Regions from separate parts of the Capsicum annuum genome. Here region 1 is linked to region 2. Evidence: chromatin contacts called from public Hi-C data. All regions are on one chromosome and are shown on one strand. Each heading gives the region's core, a stretch centred on a gene start, on an enhancer-like site or on the middle of the called end of the contact. The rest is flanking DNA. Distances are from core to core; before and after follow the strand shown.

The links. A called contact is a pair of places that touch in the nucleus more often than the background predicts.
Region 1: a contact with region 2 is called in a Hi-C map of leaf, with 3 times the contacts expected there. The contact joins the promoter of LOC107873847 here to the enhancer-like site in region 2. A contact is called at or near these places in 3 of 5 Hi-C or Micro-C datasets (bud, leaf and placenta).

What each region holds. Positions count from the first base shown.
Region 1 is chr6:219,784,084-219,787,695 of UCD10Xv1.1, reverse strand. It overlaps LOC107873847, which reads left to right and starts at 1,425. Exons shown (of 4, transcript XM_016720782.2): 1 at 1,425-1,646; 2 at 1,728-2,108; 3 at 2,223-2,298; 4 at 3,307-3,428. The coding sequence starts at 1,425. The coding sequence ends at 3,428. It overlaps LOC107874648, which reads right to left and starts at 21. Exons shown (of 2, transcript XM_016721409.2): 1 at 1-21.
Region 2 is chr6:219,717,864-219,721,371 of UCD10Xv1.1, reverse strand. No RefSeq gene overlaps it. Among protein-coding and RNA genes, the nearest start is that of TRNAL-AAG, 7.6 kb to the right of the region's middle. Within about 2 kb of position 2,216, at least 1 of the 5 cell types and tissues checked has an H3K27ac peak or open chromatin away from gene starts, as enhancers often do. A contact at or near this core is called in leaf, where this site is marked.

The DNA.
Region 1 (3,612 bases), core at 176-2,675, 67 kb before region 2:
ATTAAAGGACCTAAGCCCTCCGCCTAAAAATATTACCGTTGTTTAAGAAAATAAAAAAATATATTAAAATTTGTGATATTAAATTAAAATTATATTAAATATATTAAAATATTTTTTAAATTTATGGTATTAAATATACCACATGAATAAAAATTAAAGTATTTTTCTAAAAAGGAATTATTCTTTTTGAAATAAATTTAAAAAATAGACTGTTCTTTTTAAGTAGCCGTTTGATCATAGAAATATTTTATTTTATTTTTAAGAAAATTATTTTACTTTAGTAAAAACACGTTGTACTTGATCATGAATTTTTCAACTTTAATTTCAAAAATTAATTTTCATGACTAAACGGGGAAAATAGATAGTGAAAGGCGTAGGTAACATAACTGTAGTCGTTAACGAAGAATTGTAGTGTTTATTTGTTGCGGTTCTTCAGTGGCTCGTGAGACGTCAAGGGGATTTCCACATATTTGGTGACACGATTGCACTCCTAATAAGCCAATGACCTTTTCAGAAAATAAAATATACTCACTAATATGAATATATGATTAAGAAAGTATTTTTTTTTAATCAGAATTTTGTTCATTATTAAAGTTCAAACATGCAATGCGACTTCTGTTTAATAATAAAAGAAATGTCATCTATCATATCGCATTATTTTTGAGAGTATAAAATACCATCGACATCATCAATGCAATTACTCCAGTTCATTGTTATAGGAAGAGTGAACCAGCATTCCAGTTAAGAGAATTTTATTTTTCCTCAATAGCTAAGGTCATTATTCTTAGCTTTTACTAACACGTAATACTTTTTGCATCGAAATATACTAATTAAGGACGTTCAAATGGTCAAAATAGTATTTAGAGAGTCCAGTTACATTTTCCTTTCATATTATTATCCTTGTATTTAAGTAATTCTTATGTGTAATGTTATTTGAAAAAGTTAAGAAAATCAAAATTAATCAAATTCGCACTTGACAACTATTGAAGAGAAAAAAGACGGCTAGCCGGGTAAATATGAGAAAATTTAATAAAAGATTTGAATCTAGAACAGTGTATCAATAAAAGATTTATAAGAAAAGTTTTTAAGTGCATAAGACAAATGGTTTTAATCTAGTAAGATTAAAGAATGGCTTGGTAAGATATGTCCAAATCTTAAAAGTAGTAACTAATGGTGGAGTAGGGTCATGTCCGGGGGGTGGGGTGGGGTGGGGTAGGGGTCCGGTGTTGGGTTAGGTTTGAAAGGCGGAGTGCGAAGTTTTAAGGGAGGGGATATGAGAGATGATAGGTTGAGGGTAGGGTCGTGGAGCATAAGGACCCTTCAAGGTAAGTTGATAGAATTGGTAAAAATTCTTAGGAAGAGAAGGATCAATATTGTGTGTATTCAGGAGACCAAGTGGGTAGATTCTAAGGTTAGGGATGTAGATGGGTACAAGTTGTGGTACTCTGGTAGTGAGAGACGTAGGTATCTTAGTGGACAAGGAGCTTAGGGGGCAGGTAGTGGAGGTTAAAAGGGTTAGTGATAGGGTGATGACTATCAAGTTGGTCTTTGGGGGGTTTACTTTGAATATCTATAGTGCGTATGTGCCTCAAGCGGGCCTGGTCAAGGAGGAGAAGAAGAGATTTTGGGAGGTTTTGGACGAGGCGGTAAGAGGCGTACCTAGTTCGGAGAAGATTTTCATAGGAGGGGATTTCAATTGGCACATCGGGTCTTTGCCGATGGGTTAGGATGACGTGCATGGAGGCTTCGGGTTCGGGGATAGGAATGTTGAGGGAGCTGCTCTTTTAGATTTTGCGAGGGCCTTTGGGTTGGTGGTAATGAATTTCAGCTTTTCGGAGAAGGAGGAGCATCTGGTTACTTTCCCTAGTAGGCTAGCCAAGACTCAGATCGACTTTTTGCTGCATAGGAAGGGGGATAAGGCAATGTGTAAGGATTGTAAGGTAATTCCGAATGAGAATCTTGCGACCCAACATAGGCTTCTGGTGATGGACTTGGTTCTCAAAAAGGGCAAGAAGAGATGGGGTGGGGAGGGTCGACCTAGAGTTAGGTGGGGTGGCCTGACTCTAGTTAGTACCTTGGAGATAGGGGCGAAGTTGGAAGGGATGAGGGTTTGGGAGTGTAGGGGGGACGTGGATAGTATGTAGGATAGGGCAGCGGGTGACATCAAAGAGTCTGCTAGAGAGGTGTTGAGTGTCTCGAGGGGCTGGTCTGGCCGGTATCAGGGGGATTGGTGGTGGAATGAAGATGTTAAGAAGAAGGTGGAGACAAAGAAGACAACTTATGTTAAGTTGCTGGAGAGTATGAATAGAGAAGAGAGGCAGATTAGCAGGGAGGGGTATAAGTTACTAAAAAGGAGGCTAAGCTAGCAGTTCCAGCTGCTAAGACAATATCTTTTGAGAGTTTGTATAAGGGGTTAGAGGAGACAGACGGGGTAAAAAGGCTGTTTAGGCTTGCCAAGGCTAGGGAAAAGAAGAGTCAGAATCTGGATCAAGTGAAGTGCATTAAGGGGGAGGATGACAGAGTATTGGTGGAGGACGCCCTTATTAAGAATAGATGACAGTCGTATTTTCATAGACTCTTGAATGATGAGGGGGACAAAGGTGTTATGTTAGGGGAGTTGGAGCACACCAGGGAGTGTCGCGATTTTAGCTATTATCGGCGTTTTAAGGTAGAGGAGGTCAGGGAGGCTATTCACAAGATGCGAAGGGGCAGGGCGTCGGGGCCCAACGAGATTCCGGTAGATTTTTGAAATTTTTCTAGCGAGGAAGGGTTAAGGTGGTTGACCAACTTGTTTAACGACATTTTCAAGTCCGCAAAGATGCCTAAGGCGTGGAGATGAAGCATGATGATTCCTTTATATAAGAACAAGGGTGACATTCAAAGTTGCAATAACTACACGTGTATTAAGTTATTGAGTCACACGATGAAGATTTGGGAGAGGGTAGTGGAGCGGAGGTTGAGGAAGATTGTGTCTATTTCGGAGAATCAATTTGAATTTATGCCTGGTCGCTCGATGACGAAGGCAATTCACCTAGTGCGGAGACTGGTAGAGAAATATAGAGAGAGAGGAAGAGGGATCTTCACTTGGTGTTTATTTACTTGGAAAAGGCATATGACAAGGTCTCTAGGAGGTTCTTTGGAGATGCTTGAAGGCGAGGGGGGTCCCTGTGGCGTACATCAAAGTAATTAAGGATATTTATGAGGGGGTAAAGACTCGGGTAAGGACTTTGAGAGGAGATTCTAAGCATTTTCTAGTCTTAACAGGGTTGCACCAGGGATCAACGCTTAGTCCATTTTTATTTGCAGTGGTGATGGATGTGTTGACACGGAGTATACAAGGCGATGTGCCTTGGTGTATGCTTTTTGCGGATGATGTAGTTATGATTGATAAGTCGCGACAAGGTGTTAATGATAAGCTGGAAGTTTAGAGACAAACCCCGGAGTCTAAAGGTTTCAAATTGAGTAGGACCAAGCCGGAGTATTTGGAGTGCAAGTTTAGTGACTCGAGGCAAGAGGATTAAGTAGTAGGGAAGTTGGACTCTCAGACGGTTTGCAAGAGGGAGAGTTTTAAGTATCTTGGGTTTACTATTCAGGGGAATGAGAGATAGATGA
Region 2 (3,508 bases), core at 967-3,466:
ATAACTTATTATTTTATTATTTTATGCTTATATTTTTTCTCTCTCACCACATAATTTACGTGTTCAAACTTCAAAAGTTAATTTGTACCTCAACATTCTTGCTCTTACTTAAGAATTTAACTTTATTAACTAATATTTGGTTTCTTTTATACCATGAACATTGTTCCATTTTGGCATCTCAAGTGGCCTTCAAGTGTGCCATTTTGACATTTTTTGCTGAGTTGGCAAGGTGCGTGTGACACACGCATTGAAGGAGCGTTTGGGTGACATTTTTATAATTTTTCAGTGGCATTTTCGTAATTTTAATTCTTCTTCTTCTTTCTTCAATCTATTAACTTACCATCATATTTTTCCTTAACACATCCTTATGCTAAAATGGTCAAATCAAGAATCTTATTTCTTTTATGAAAGAAGAAATAAAAAAACAAGAATGATTAAATCAAGAAATAAGAATGCTTAATTATAAGAAATAAGAATGCTTAAGAAATAAAGCTAAATCAGTGAACAAAATTGAATTCAAACAAAATCAATAAAAAAAATTAAAATCAACGCATAAAACCAGGAAAAATCAGTGAAGAAAAATCGAAAATCGAAGCAAAATTTATGAAAGAAATTAAACAATAAAGCTAAATCCATGAAGAAAAATTAAAATCAAATAAAATCAATTAAAAAAATTAAAAATTGACTGGTGGGGTTGGAGGGGCGGCGAGATGGGTGAACTGGTGGGGTGGAGGTGGGTGGGCGGACTGATGGGGTGGGTGGGTGGGGTGTTTGAAGAAGAAGGTTGGTGGGGTGGGTAGGTTAGGGGAAGGGGGTATTTTTTATTTAAATTAATTATTCATAAATTATTTGAGTATTTTTTATTTAAAATTAATTATTGGGGAAAAGGGTAATTATTGATTTTTTTTTTGAAAAAAATTAATTAATAATTTAAAAATTATTTTTTAAAAAAATGACACGTGTTGGCGTATTATTTATCACTTTCAACATCATCAGGTGCGTGTAATAACGCACACAATATAAATTTGCTGATTCAACAAAAGGTACCAAAGTGACACACTTTATACCTAATTGAAGTGTCAAAATGAAACAATGTCCACCTAAAATATTTAAGTGAAAAATAATGCATACTTAAAGAGGCTGCGTATGAGTTTTGCCAAATAAATACAAGTAACTCTCGTTGCACGTATTAAGTGAAAAGTTCTACATATAGTACTAATTAATCGCAATAAAGGTAAATTACTTACACCGTTAAGTATATACTATAAATAAAATCTGTCAATTAATTATTGAGCTAGCAAAAAGAGTTTTACAGTGATTAGACAGCATTACTGAATGACATGTGAAGATGGTGGAAAAGTGAGATTTTGGGTAGTGGAACAAGGAGGCAAATTAGTGGACACAGAATTTTTTTGAGCTGCTTTGACCTTCCCAGTGCTTCCACTTTTTTATATTTCTCTTTTAGATTTTATTTGCATGAAACATAGATTTGTCTACCTGTCTAACGCACGATCCACTACTTGATTCTTTTATTCTATCATTAGTCGTCGTTATTAAATAGCAGTTTGGGGTTTCAAAACTCTCGCTATGATGCATGGAGTTCAGGAAAAAGCTGTACATAGTTTTATATTATATAATATTTGTTAGAGATTGTTTTCACACTTTAAATTCGTGTCTCCTGATTACATCTTCCACTTTATCAACTATGCAAGAGTACTCCTCATCATCATTAACCGTTATTTTTGTATTGATCGCTAATAAATTGGATTCATGCAGGATAAATTTTGTTTGGAAACACGGACACACAATTAAAGAGCCCGACAGGGTAGCAGCGAAAAATATCAACATTAAACTTTTCCTTTTAACTTGAACCAAAAAGAGATAAGCAAACCAAGCAAAATAATGATATGGGGCAGCAGGTAACTCAACCAAAACGAAACAAGACAAGAATAAAGGCAATCACACAAGACACAAGATTTACGTGGAAAACCTTCAGTGTGAAGAGTAAAAAACTACGGGACCAAAACCTCCACTATAATCACAACCAAATTGTTACAATATTGTTCTCCAAAATGGCCACCAAAACAAGTGCCAAACAACAAGCAACAATACATACACTACAACACCAAAACAAGAGAGTAAAAGGAGTACAAATACCAAAAACGTAGATGCTGTTCAGAGATGAAAAACAGGAGCTACAGGCCACCAAATCAAGCTCTGCTAATTCCTAATCAAAGATCGAGATGAGAGGAACATGCATTCCAAAAATCAGCTCAATCGGACAAGAAACGAAGTGGGAATCGCAGTTTAAAGATGACTGTTGTGGCTGAATTTTCTGGGCGAAAATTTGCACTCTCTGATCCTTTTTTTGTGTGGCTGCAGAATATTTTTCTGTGTATGTTCAGAATAAGACCTGAAAAGGTCAATATATATGCCTCATATAATTGGGCTATGGGAAAAGTGGGCTGGTCCAATAAATTGGGCTACATTTTATCCACATAGGAAGGGACAAAGGCCCATGACCCAACAATTCTCCCCCTCTCGACTATGTGGAGGAGACCGCCATCCCGGCGATCATGCAACAATATTTAAACTTTCCTCTTGGCAAAGCTTTAGTCATCATGTTGGAACCATTTTCATCCGTGTGAATCTTCTCAAGTTCAAGCAACTTAGAATCCAACTCATCCCGAATCCAATGATATCTCACATCAATGTGTTTAGACCGACCATGAAATGTAGAATTCTTGCCAAGATGTATGGCACTTTGACTGTCGCAATAAAGCACATACCTCTCTTGAGCACAACCAAGTTCCCCCAAGAATCTCTTCATCCAAAGCAATTCTTTACAAGCTTCAACAACAGCAATAAACTCAGCTTCTGCAGTAGATAGAGCAACACATTTTTGCAACCTAGATTGCCAAGACATAGCTCCCCCTGCAAAAGTAACCAAATACCCTGAAGTAGACTTGTCAGTATCAACATCACCAGCCATGTCTGTATCAGTATAAGCACAAAGAATAGGATTCCCTGTACCAAAACACAAACTCAGACTAGAAGTGCCACAAAGATATCTCATAATCCACTTTAACGCATTCCAATGTTCTCTTCCCGAATTAGAAAGAAAACGGCTAACAATACCAACAACATGAGCAATATTCGGTCTTGTACAAATCATTGCATACATCAAACTACCAACGGCTGAAGCATAAGGAACTTTCTTCATATCTTCCTTCTCATCATCACTGGAAGGACACTGTTTCGTGCTCAATTTGAAGTGCATAGCTAAAGGTGTACTGACGACCTTAGCCTTATCCATGTTGAACCTTCGAAGTACTTTCTGAATGTACTTCTCTTGTGATAACCACAACTTCTTGGCCTTCCTGTCACGGATAATCTGCATGCCAAGAATCTGCTTTGCTGGTCCTAAGTCTTTCATAGAAAAAGATTTACTCAACTCTTGCTTCAACTTTTGAATCCTGCAAGTATTATGACCAACAAAAAACATGTC